2 separate regions of the Mus musculus genome follow, and region 1 is linked to region 2. A link is a contact called in public HiChIP or PLAC-seq data. All regions are on one chromosome and are shown on one strand. Each heading gives the region's core, a stretch centred on a gene start, on an enhancer-like site or on the middle of the called end of the contact. The rest is flanking DNA. Distances are from core to core; before and after follow the strand shown. Region 1 overlaps Zfp976 (zinc finger protein 976). Region 2 overlaps Zfp141 (zinc finger protein 141).

Region 1 (5,615 bases), core at 360-2,859, 130 kb before region 2:
TGAGTCCTGAATGGCCTTGGTAGGGACAAAATGAAATGTTTCTGGGGACCCAGCCATCAGACAGAGGCCTCCACAAGTATCTTTGGTACTGTGAGCATAAAGGTTTGGTTTTGTGGTTTGGTTTTGTTTTGAGGGTTTTTTTGTTTTGTTTGTATAACAATATACACATTTTACATTCCTCCATCAATAAATGTCCTCCCTGTAAATGTTTTTTTCTTCTTCTTTTTCTTGGTTTTTCCAGACAAGGTTTCTCTGTATATCCCTGGCTGTGCTGGAACTCACTCTGAAGACCAGGCTAGCCTTGAACTCAGAAATCTGCCAGCCTCTGCCTCCCAAGTTCTGTGGTAAAAGGCAAGGGCCACCATGCCAGGCTAGCTCCCTGTAAACGTTAATGACTCCATAATAATCAGAGAGAGTCAAAGTCTGGAGGCTAAGGAGTGGCTAATGTCTCAGCAAAATGGGGAATGCTAGGACCTTCTGTACAGCCCTTAAGGCTATGAAAAGCAATTTTAAAAACATGGGTTCAAAAATATATAATTTCTCAAAACACATAAGGGTGCAATATGAACTATATGATAGCATTCACAAATCTAAAGGAAGAAAAGCAGCCAAACTGGGCCTATTGTTAGAGGGATAAGGAAGGAGATGAAGAGACTTAGGGAATGGAGATCAGAGGAGATCCCACCCACCTGGGGTTTTTTGATTATGCTTACAAAGACAGATTCCTGAGTTCCTGGCAGGACAGGGACAGAGCAAGGTTAGTCCCAGGTGTGGTAGAAATGGTAATTTCAGGACAGGGTCCCACCCAGGTAATTTACCATCTGTGCTTAACAGAGGCCAGCTGATCTCTGACTTCTTTTGCAATATTAAAGGAAAATGTATGCTTGCTCTCTCCTAAGAATTAAGGGGCTGCACTCACTAAATGTCAATTCATGGGACAATCAAACAGGAACGTGGAGTAAATTTCTAGATCCATTTATAAATAAAAACTGGACTTTCCCCAGTGTAGGAGAATGCCAGTGCTGAAAGGCAGAAGTGGGTAGATGGCTGGAGGAGCACCCTCATAGAGGCAGGGAAGGGGAGTAGGGATGGGGATTTTGGAGGGGAGACCATGTAAATAAAGAAAATATTCAATTTAAAAAGGAAAAATAACTGGGTTTATGATCTGCAGGTGATGAGATGTCCAAAGGATCTTTTAAAATAGAAAGAGAGAACTGCCTAGAGAACCTTCCTGAGCAGAAAATTGAGAGAGCTATCTGGAGAAATCCAGAGAAAGCAGAACACACAGAGAGCAAGCTGCAAAGCTGTCTGAAACAGTACAAAGGCCACCATCGTGGATGCACTTTGACTTCAAGTAGTTTATTTAGCCACTCACAGACATCTCTTCCTCAGAGTATTAGTTAGGGTTTTACTGCTGTGAACAGACATCATGACCAAGGCAAGTCTTATAAAAAACAACATTTAATTGGGGCTGGCCTACAGATTCAGAGGTTCAGTCCATTACCACCAAGGTGGGAACATGGCAACATCCAGGCAGGCATGGTGCAGGAGGAGCTGAGGGCTCTATGTCTTCATCCAAAGGCTGCTAGTGAAGACTGGCTTCCAGGCAACTAGGGTGAGAATCTTATGCCTACACCCACAGTTACACACCTACTCCAACCAGGTCTCACCAATTCCAACAAGGCCACACCTCCAAAAGGTGCCACTCCCTGGTCCAAGAATATACAAACCATCACACTCAGCAACTGTCTCCAGTCTGAGTCTGGTCTTTGGCAAACTGTCCTGTGTTGGAACTCAAATCTTCTTTGTCAAATGGGGATTATGCAGCTCCACTTCTCTGGTTTTGCCATCAACAGCACACACAAAAATTGACACATAGTCTCAGACCAAATTATCCCTTTGGCCATCCCAATATCCTGGGATCACTAAAGTGTTAGAGCTCCATTGGACTTGAACATTTCTTTAAGTGCTTCCAAGTCACTTAAGATTCCTGTGTTGAGAATTCTGTGTTTAGCTTTGCACCCCGTTTGTAATTGCATTATTTGTGTTGTTGGTGTCCAACTTCTTGAATTTTTGGTAAATTTTGGATATTAGCTCTCTGTCAAATATTGTGTTGGTAAAGACTCTTTCTCAGGCTGTAGGGCGCCATTTTGTTACATTGACAGTTTTCTTTCCTTCCTGAAGCTCTGCAGTTTCATGAGGCCTTATTCATGGATTGTTGATCTTAGAGCCTGAACCATTGGTATTCTGTTCAAGAAACTGTCTCCTGTACCAATGAGTTCAAGGGCATTTCCCACTCTATATTCTATGAAATTTAATGTATATCCATTTTTGTGTTGAGGTCCTTGATCCAACTGGACTTGAATTTCGTGTACAGTTATAAAAATGTATCTATTTTCATTCTTCTATCTGTAGATATCCAGTGATACCAGCACCATTCTTTGAAGATACTTTACTTTTTCCACTATATAGTTTTGGTTTCTTTGTCAATCCAGTGTCCATGAGTGTGTGGGTTTATTTCTGGGGTTTCTATTTGATTCCCTTGATTAAAGTGTGTGCTTCTGTACAAATACAATGCAGTTGGTTTATTTTTTTTATAATCACTATTGCTATGTAGTACAGCTTGAGGTCAGGCATGGTGTTCTCAGGTTTTGAGGGCTCCTATGTTCCACCTTGCTGGCTGCAGAAGACAATTTTCTTTTCTTTTTAAATTTTTTTAAAGATTTATTTATTATTACAACTAGGTACACTGTAGCTGTCTTCATAAACACCAGAAAAGGGTGTCAGATCTCATTACAGGTGGTTATGTGCCACCATGTGGTTGTTGGGATTTGAACTCAGTACGTTTGGAAGAGCAGTCAGTGCTTGTAACCACTGAGAAATCTCACCAGCCAATATATAAACTTTCTTTTTTTTAAAAGTTTTTTTTTAGGATTTATTTATTATTATAATTAAGTACACTGTAGCTATCTTTAGACAGAACCAGAAAAGGGTGTCAAATCCCATTACAGATGCTTGCGAGCCACCTTATGGTTGCTGGGATATGAACTCAGAAACTTCAGTAGAACTGTCAGTACTCTTACCTGCTGAGCACAACTTCTACACACATCAACAGCAAATGACTTCTTCCTATAGAAGAGGCTTTTGGTATGAATGATGCTCCTAAGGCACAGGATTAAATATATAGTGCTATCTATTACAGAGTCAATATGTATTATACATTATAGTGTACTTAATGGATCAAGGAAATCCGGGGTCCTCAATGAAACCCAAATAAAGGAAGTTATATATTTAAGGACCTGCTAACATTTTATCTTTCTTTTCCTGTTAAAACTATTTTGTTTAATTCTATATTGTTCTCTATACTGTTTTTCTTTCCTCCTGTTAGAAGTTAAAAGTCAATCTTATTTGATTTGTTCTTTCTCAATGATCTTCTGATTTACACATCATAGTTTGTTTCCATTGTTTCACTGTGTGTTCTGTGAACTGGTTGATAGTTTACTAAATTATACAATATAACAATTTCTGATTTTTTTAATCATTCACTATATATCTCAGCTTTGAATTTGAGTATAAACAGCCTCCACAGCTTGTAATCACGAATGCTTCTCTCTTCTTGTTCAATGGAGACTGCAAGTTTGGCCTGGTTATAAAATAAAGTTTGACATTACACTTCAATGGTTGCTCCTGGTTTTATATACCAGAACAATATTCACTCAAAAATGCAATTCCATTTGAGATGGGTTGTACTATAGAAGTATCTATGCACTGTCTCTAGCCTCCTCCATTGGAGGCCCTGTGCTCCATCCAGTAAATGATTGTGAGCATCCACTTCTGTATTTGCCAGGCACTGGCATAGCCTCACAAGAGACAGCTATATCAGGGTCATGTTAGCAAAATCTTGCTGGCATATGAAATAGAGTCTGCATTTGGGGGCTTATTATGGTATGGATCCCTGAGTGGGGGCAGTCTCTGGATGGTCCATCCTTTGATCTCAGGGTCAAACTTTGTCTGTGTAACTCCTTCCATGGATATTTTGTTCCCTATTCTAAGGAGGAATGAAGTATCCATGCATTGTCCTTCCTTTTTCTTGATTTTTCTTGTATTTTGCAAATTGTATCTTGAGTATTCTAAGTTTCTGGGCTAAGGAGCTGAAAGGTCTGCAACCCCATCAGTGGAACAACAATATGAGCTAACCAGTACCCCAAGAGCTCATGTCTCTAGCTGCATATGTAGCAGAAGATGGCCTAGTCGGCCATCATTGGGAAGAGAGGCCCATGATCTTCCAACTTTATATGCCCCAGTACAGGGGAACGCCAGGGCCAACAAGTGGAAATCAGGAGGAGGTGTGGAAGGGCAGGGGGAGGTTATAGGGGACTTTCAGGATAGGATTTGAAATGTAAATGAAGAAAATATCTAATAAAAAATAAATGAAACAGCATAGAGACAGTCAAGTGAAAAAGAAAAAAAAAAGAAGTATCTATGTAGACCAGCATGGTCTCAAAATCACGGATATGAATTTGCCCCCAAAGTCCTGGAATTCCTAGCCTGTGCTCCATGCTTGGCAGTGTTCATTTTTGACAATGGTCATTAGGCACTGATGGCAAACACATGAAAGGACCTGAGAGGATTCTGTTCCTGCAGCTCTTCAGTGTTCCTTTTTATCCATGTTGTCTATGTTTGTTCTTCTTGTCCATAGTGTGTGTGTGTGTGTGTGTGTGTGTGTGTGTGTGTAGGTACTATGTAGCACCTTTCTCAAACTCACAATGATCTTTCTGCTTATTTGCCCTCACTGCTGGGGTTGTAGAAAGTCTCTACAATACCCAGCTTGAGAAATAATTTGTACAATATAAGTGGTCTGTATTTTTCCTTTTTCCTCAGCTCTTACTATTTTTTTTCTTGGATATTTTCTTTATTTCTCCTCTCCACATCTCCCTTTCAGAATCCCCCTACTGTTTACCCTCTCCGCCTGACTCTGTGAGGGTGCTCCCCACCCACCTACTCCCATCCTCCCACCCTGGCATTCCCCTCCACTGGGGCATTGAACACCATATCCCTGAGGGCCTCTGCTCCCACTGATGTCCAACAAGGCCATCTTCTGCCACATGTGTGGCCAGCACCATGTGTATTCTTAACTTGCTGTTCCTTTCCCCAGGAACTCTGGAGGTCTGGCCATGGGACTGAAAACCCCCTCAGGTCCTTCAGTCCATTCTCCATCGGGGACCCTTGAGCTTAATCCAATGATTGCCTAGGAGCTTCCTCGTCTGTATTTGTCAGAGTCTGGAAGAGCCTCTCAGGAGACAACCATATCAGGCTTCTATCAGCAAGTACTTCCAGGAATCCACAATAGCATCTGGGTTTGGTGACTGTATAAGAGATGGATCCCCAGGTGGGGCAGTTTCTGTATGGCCTTTCCTTCAGTCTCTGCTCCACACTTTTGTAAGACTCTGGGAATCCTAAGCGGGGACCCCCTGAGTGAAACAAGTGCAAACAGCAAGAGAAATTTATTTTTCCATTGCTCTGGGGTAGTCCCAGACCTGAAGGAGAGGCAGTGACACCTGGCACTCATTCAGAGTTTTGATGGGGTTTCCAGGGGCACAATAGAGCATCAACAA
Region 2 (5,654 bases), core at 454-2,953:
CACGATTGTTTTTCCTCTTTAGCAGAGGTAACAGCTTTAAGGAAATTTACAGAGAAATGTGCAAAAAGTTTCACATTTAATATGATCAAGATATTACTTCTTTTTTGTTTGTTTGTTTGTTTGTTTTTGTGTTTTTCAAGACAGGGTTTCTCTGTGTAGCCCTGGCTGTCCTGGAACTCACTTTGTAGACCAGGCTGGCCTCAAACTGAGAAATCCTTCTGTCTCTGCCTCCCAAGTGCTGGGATTAAAGGCATGTGCCACCACTGCCCAGCTGTAGTATTCTATTGAGAACAGAAAGTGTATGTCAAAATCTGATTGTATTTCTATGCATGTCCTAGGACAGTACATACATTTTTACATTCTTACCACTCCAGTTGGCAACATGAACTGGGGTTTGGGGAGCCTAAAAATGAAGCAGACTGAGGTCTCAGGCAATAGGCATCTTTTTTCAGGGAATGAGACAGTTTATATTTTAAGGGTTAGGCACTTATGAGCATAGTTCTCCTGCCTTCAAGCTACACACAGTTACAGAACCAAGGTCACATGAATTGTGGCTATATACAGTCACAAGAGCACTGTCATATTAATTCAAGCTATATACAGTCATGAGGGCAAGGCCACATTAGGTCAAACTGTATATCAGTGGTTCTCAACTTTTCTAATGCTGTTATAGATTAGTACAGTTCCACGTGCTTATGTAGGGGTATCTGCATGTTGGCTGCCCCATCTGGAGACAGAGCAATAGTGTCTCAATAACTACGCCATTAAGAAATAGTGTTTCCCAATGGTTTTAGGCAGAGTCGCAACCTACAGGTTGAGAACTGCTGTTGTAGACCTTTCGGGTGAGCTGTAAAGTTGCTAGAATGAGATCTCCCCAGGTATTTTATGTAGGCACTTAGTACTATGGACTTTCTCCTCTTAGCATTGCTTTCATTGTCTTCCGTAAGCTTTAGTATGTTGTGACTTCATGTTCCTTGAATTCTAAAAAGTCTTTCATTTTCTTCCTTTATTTGTGTATTGACTCATTTTTCCTTTGTTCCTTCATTCCTTCTTTTCTTCTTTCCTTTGTTCCTCCCTTCCTTTTTTCCTTCCATTTATTTTTTCTCATACTGTGAGACCCTGGCTTAAAGCATTTCTCCCTGGAAGGTAAAGCCCCTAAAACATTTCCCCAAGCTTGTTTTCCCTGATCTTTAAAAATACAGCTAGAAAGAATCTCTTTGTTCTCTATAGCCAGCAAAAGGCTTTTTTGTTTCTATACTGTACAACCAGAGATGCTGGCCTTCCTGTGCTGAGGACACGGAGATAAAAATTCAGAAAGAACTCACTCCTCACTCCTGCCTTATAAATGTCACCAAGGACACCCGGAAGAGAAGAACTCCTCCCAACTCCTCCCAACTCTCCTCCCAACTCCTCAGCTAGCTGTTAAAAGCCCCCTACTGTCACCTCTCCGGGTCGGGGTAGAACTCCCCTGCCCTGCGAGGCGCATAATAAAACCTCTTGCAGCTTGCATCAGGTGTGGTTTTCTCTCGGGACAGTGGGGTGTTGGCCAGTTCATCCCTGGACTTGAGCTGAGTCCCAGCATCCGGGGCCTTACAATACAATGCATCCCAAACAAAATTTCCACTCCCTCATTGCTCTCAGTCTCCTCCCCCTATTCCACTCCTCCTGCTCCCTTCAGAAAAGAGCACAGCTGCCAGGTATAGTAGCTGAACAAGGCCTGAGAAGACACAATAGGACTAGGCAGAAGCTGGATGAGGCAGCCTGGTAGTATGAAAAGAATTCCAGCCCGGGCGTGGTGGTGCACGCCTTTAATCCCAGCACTTGGGAGGCAGAGGCCGGGGGATTTCTGAGTTCAAGGCCAGCCTGGTCTACAGAGTGAGTCCCAGGACAGCCAGGACTACACAGAGAAACCCTGTCCTCCCCCCCCCCCCCAAAAAAAATTCCAAGAGCAGGTAAAAGATTCAGACTCCCCATCGCTCCCCGCAATCCCTCCCTATATTAGGAGTCCTACAAGAACCCCAAGCTAAACAACCATATATGTAGAGAACCTAGTGTAGACCTGTGTAGGCCCCATAATTGCCTTTTCAGTCTCCGTGATCCTCTATTAGCCTAGGTTAGTTGATTCTGTGGGCCTGTTTTCCTGGTGTCCCCAACCCCTTTAGCTCTTATAATTCTTCTTTTTAAAATTGATTTATTTATTTTATGTATATGGGTACACTGTAGCTAAACTGATGGTTGTAAGCCTTCATGTGGTTGTTGGGAATTGAATTTTTAGGACCTCTGCTTGCTCCAGTCAACTCCACTTGCTCGATCCCTGCTGGCTCTGGCCCAAAGATTTATTTGTTATACATAAGTACACTGTAGCTGTTTTCAGACATGCCAGAAGAGGACATCAGATCTCATTACAGATGGTTGTGATCCACCATGTGCTTGCTGGAATTTGAACTCAGGACCTTTGGAAGAACAGTTGGTACTCTTAACCACTGAGCCATCTCTCCAGCCCCCTAGCTCTTACAATTCTTTCTCCCCCTCTTCCACAGGGTTCCCTGAATATTGCCTAATTTTTGACTGTGGGTGTCAGCCTCTGCTTCCATCAGCTGTTGGAGGAAACATCTTTGATGAAATTTGACCTTTGCACTGATCTATGAGTATAGCAGAATTTTATTAATAATTGTTTCATTGATTTAGATTTTCTTTTTCAAGTTGTGTTTGACTTTATCCTAGATTTCTGGCCTCTCCACTGCCTAGTTGCTAGCTATCCAGGAAGTGTCTGACATGGGCTTCCTCTTGTGGCATGAGCCTCAAGATAGAGCAGTCATTGGCCACCCCCACAAGTTTAGTGCAGTGCCCCAGCACATCTTGTAAGCAGGAAAGACTGTGAGTTGAAAGCTTTGTGTCTGGATTGGTATCCCAGTCCCATCCCTGGTAGACTGGTTACAGAAGATGTCTCGTTAATGCTCCTTATGCCCCACTATTAGGAGTCTTTGCTAATGTTACCCTCATAGATTCGAGGGAATTTTCATAGCATTAGGTATCTATCTCACCCCCAAAATGTGCCTCCCACTTTTAGTAGACTCCATGTACTCTCTCCCTCTATCACTCTGCCCATACTTAATCCCACCTGTTCTCATCCCCACCCGTCCCCAGACTACCTGCAAAATCTATTCTGTCTTCTTTCCAGAGAAATCCAGAGAGATGTCTCAGGCATTAAAAGGTTAGGCTTACAATCAAAATACCCCAACCCATTTTTTAATTCAGTAGAGAGTTGTCCAGTTTCCATGAGTTAGTAAGCTTTCTGCTGTTACTCTTCCCCCCCCCCCAACTTTAATTCATGGTGGTATGATAGGATGCAGGTGTATTTCAATTTTCTTGCATTCTAAAATCTTTGTACCCGAGTATGTGGTTAATTTTGGAGAAAGTTCAGTGAAGTGCCAAGAGGAAGTTATGTTCTTTTATGTTTGGGTGGAACGTGCTGTAAATGTGTGTTAGTTATTATGGCCATTTGGTTTATGAAATCCATTAGCTCAAGTATTTCTCTATGCTGGTGTTGTCTGGATGACCGTGTCCACCTTGTGGCTTTTAGAATCTGTTGAGAAGTTGGGTATAATTTTAATAGGTCTGCCTTTATATGTTACCACTCAGTCATTTTCCTTTGCAGCTTTTAATATTCTTGCTTTGTTATGTATATTTAGTGTTTGATTGTTATGTGGCAAGATTATTTTTCTTTTCTGGTTCAATCTATTGGATTTTTCTGTATGCCTTTTGCAATATTATAGGCATCTACTTTAGGCTAGGAAACTTCTGTTCTGAGGTTTTGTTAATTTGTAGCAATGAATATGTGAAAGTACAGCTGTGTGGACAAAAGGGTATTCCATGTGACACACTATAACTTCCACAATGAGATGTTTTTGTATCCTTTTGTTTTTTATTTTGTATTTGCTTTTGGATGGGAGGTTGCAAGGGAAGAGGGTTGTATTTGAAGGGACAGGGAAATAAGTGGGATTGGGGTAACTGATGTAAAATTTACAAATAATCAATAAAAAGTATATAAAATTTTTTTTCCTGAGCCTTTGAACTGGGATTCTTTTCTTTTCTCTATTATTCTTGGGTTTGGTCTTTGCATAGTGTCCCAGATGTCCTGGATATTTTGTGTCAAGGATAACATTTGCTTTAACTGATGGATCCATTTGATCTATAGTATCTTTAATGCCTGAGATTCTCTCTTCCATTTCTTGTATTCTGTTGGTGAAGATTGCCTCTGTCGTTCTTGTTTGCATTCCTGATTTTTTTCTATTCTACAATTCACACAGGTTTGTTTTCTTTATTGATTCTATTTCCATTTTCTGGTATTGAACTGTTTTATTTGTGCTCCAGCCCTCCACCTGGCTTTCATTAAGGGATAATGTTAAAGCTGAGATTGTTTGCTAGAGAAAACCCAGTTCCACAATTTTGAGCCAAATTTGAAGTAGCTTTATATATTTATGTATGTATTTTGTATTATTTTAATTGGCTATTTTATTTATTTACATTTCAAATGTTAGCCCATTTCTCTACCTTCCACAATCCCCCTATCCTATCCCATCTCCCCTTGCTTCTATGAGGGTGCTCCCCTATCCACCCACCCATTACTGCCTCACCGCCTTAGCATTTCCCTACACTGGGGCATCGAGCCTTCACAGGACCAAGGATCTCCCCTCCTATTGCAGATAAGGCCATCTTCTGTTACATATGGAGCTGGAGCCATAGGTTTCTCCATGTGTACTCTTTGGTTGGTGGTTGAGTACCTGGGAGCTCTGAGAGTCTGGTTGGTTGATATTGCTGTTCTTCCTATAGGGCTGTAAACCCCTTCAGCTTCTTGAGTCCTTCCCCTAACTCCTCCATTGGTGCCCCCGTGTTCAGTCTGATGATTGGGTGTGAGCATGCACATCTGTATTAGTCAGGTTCTGGCAGAGCCTCTCAGGAGACAGCTATATCAGGTTCCTATCAGAAAGCACTTTTTGGCATCAGCAATAGTGTCTGGGTTTGATGTCTGCATATGGGCTGGGTCCCTACCTCGGTGGAGCAGTCCCTATTGAAGAAGCTTTATTAAATGCTGAACAAGATGAACTTTGGTCAGGACCACTCTCTTTATTACACAGCTGAATGGCCCCAAGACATTTGTTGTAGGGGCATTTATGGAAAATACCATTTGGCCACCATATTTTCCCATGAGACTTGTTTTTTTGAGAACTACAACTCCCAGCATTCCATAATGTTACTTGGTACTTGAGTGGGTGGTGCTTACAGGTTAATTTAGGGCATTGCAATTTATTCATTTCCTCTAATTGTGTTTTCCTGGATTTCTTTAAGGGATTTATTTATTTTCTCTTTAAGGAGCTCTATTATGTTCTTATCCTTGGTTTTCAGATCTTTTTCTTGTGTTTCAGCTATGTTGAAATATTCAGGGCCTGTCGTGGTAGGATCTCTGGGCTTGTTGTGGGGTCTGATTAGATAGGTCCAGCACCCCTCAAAATACCAGGTCAATGCAGATGACAATTTTTTTTTAAGATTTATTTATTTATTATATGTAAGTACACTGTAGCTGTCTTCAGACACTTTTTCTTCTTGCTGTGACTCACTTGCTGTTGCTATCTTCAAACACCCCAGAAGAGGGC

What was found. HiChIP or PLAC-seq counts read pairs in DNA pulled down with a chosen protein or histone mark.
Region 1: an H3K27ac HiChIP or PLAC-seq map of embryonic stem cells shows a contact between it and region 2, with 10 times the contacts expected there. The contact joins two enhancer-like sites. A contact is called at or near these places in 1 of 39 promoter capture datasets (embryonic stem cells), 5 of 115 datasets of contacts at active chromatin or transcription factors (all in embryonic stem cells) and 1 of 9 other capture datasets (pancreatic islet).

What each region holds. Positions count from the first base shown.
Region 1 is chr7:42,626,300-42,631,914 of GRCm38.p6, reverse strand. The region is part of intron 1 of Zfp976 (zinc finger protein 976); the gene reads left to right. Among named protein-coding and RNA genes, the nearest start is that of Zfp976, 13 kb to the left of the region's middle. Within about 2 kb of position 1,609, at least 4 of the 459 cell types and tissues checked have an H3K27ac peak or open chromatin away from gene starts, as enhancers often do. A contact at or near this core is called in embryonic stem cells, where this site is marked.
Region 2 is chr7:42,493,555-42,499,208 of GRCm38.p6, reverse strand. All of the region lies in intron 2 of Zfp141 (zinc finger protein 141), which reads left to right. Among named protein-coding and RNA genes, the nearest start is that of Zfp141, 9.4 kb to the left of the region's middle. Within about 2 kb of position 1,703, at least 26 of the 459 cell types and tissues checked have an H3K27ac peak or open chromatin away from gene starts, as enhancers often do. A contact at or near this core is called in embryonic stem cells, where this site is marked.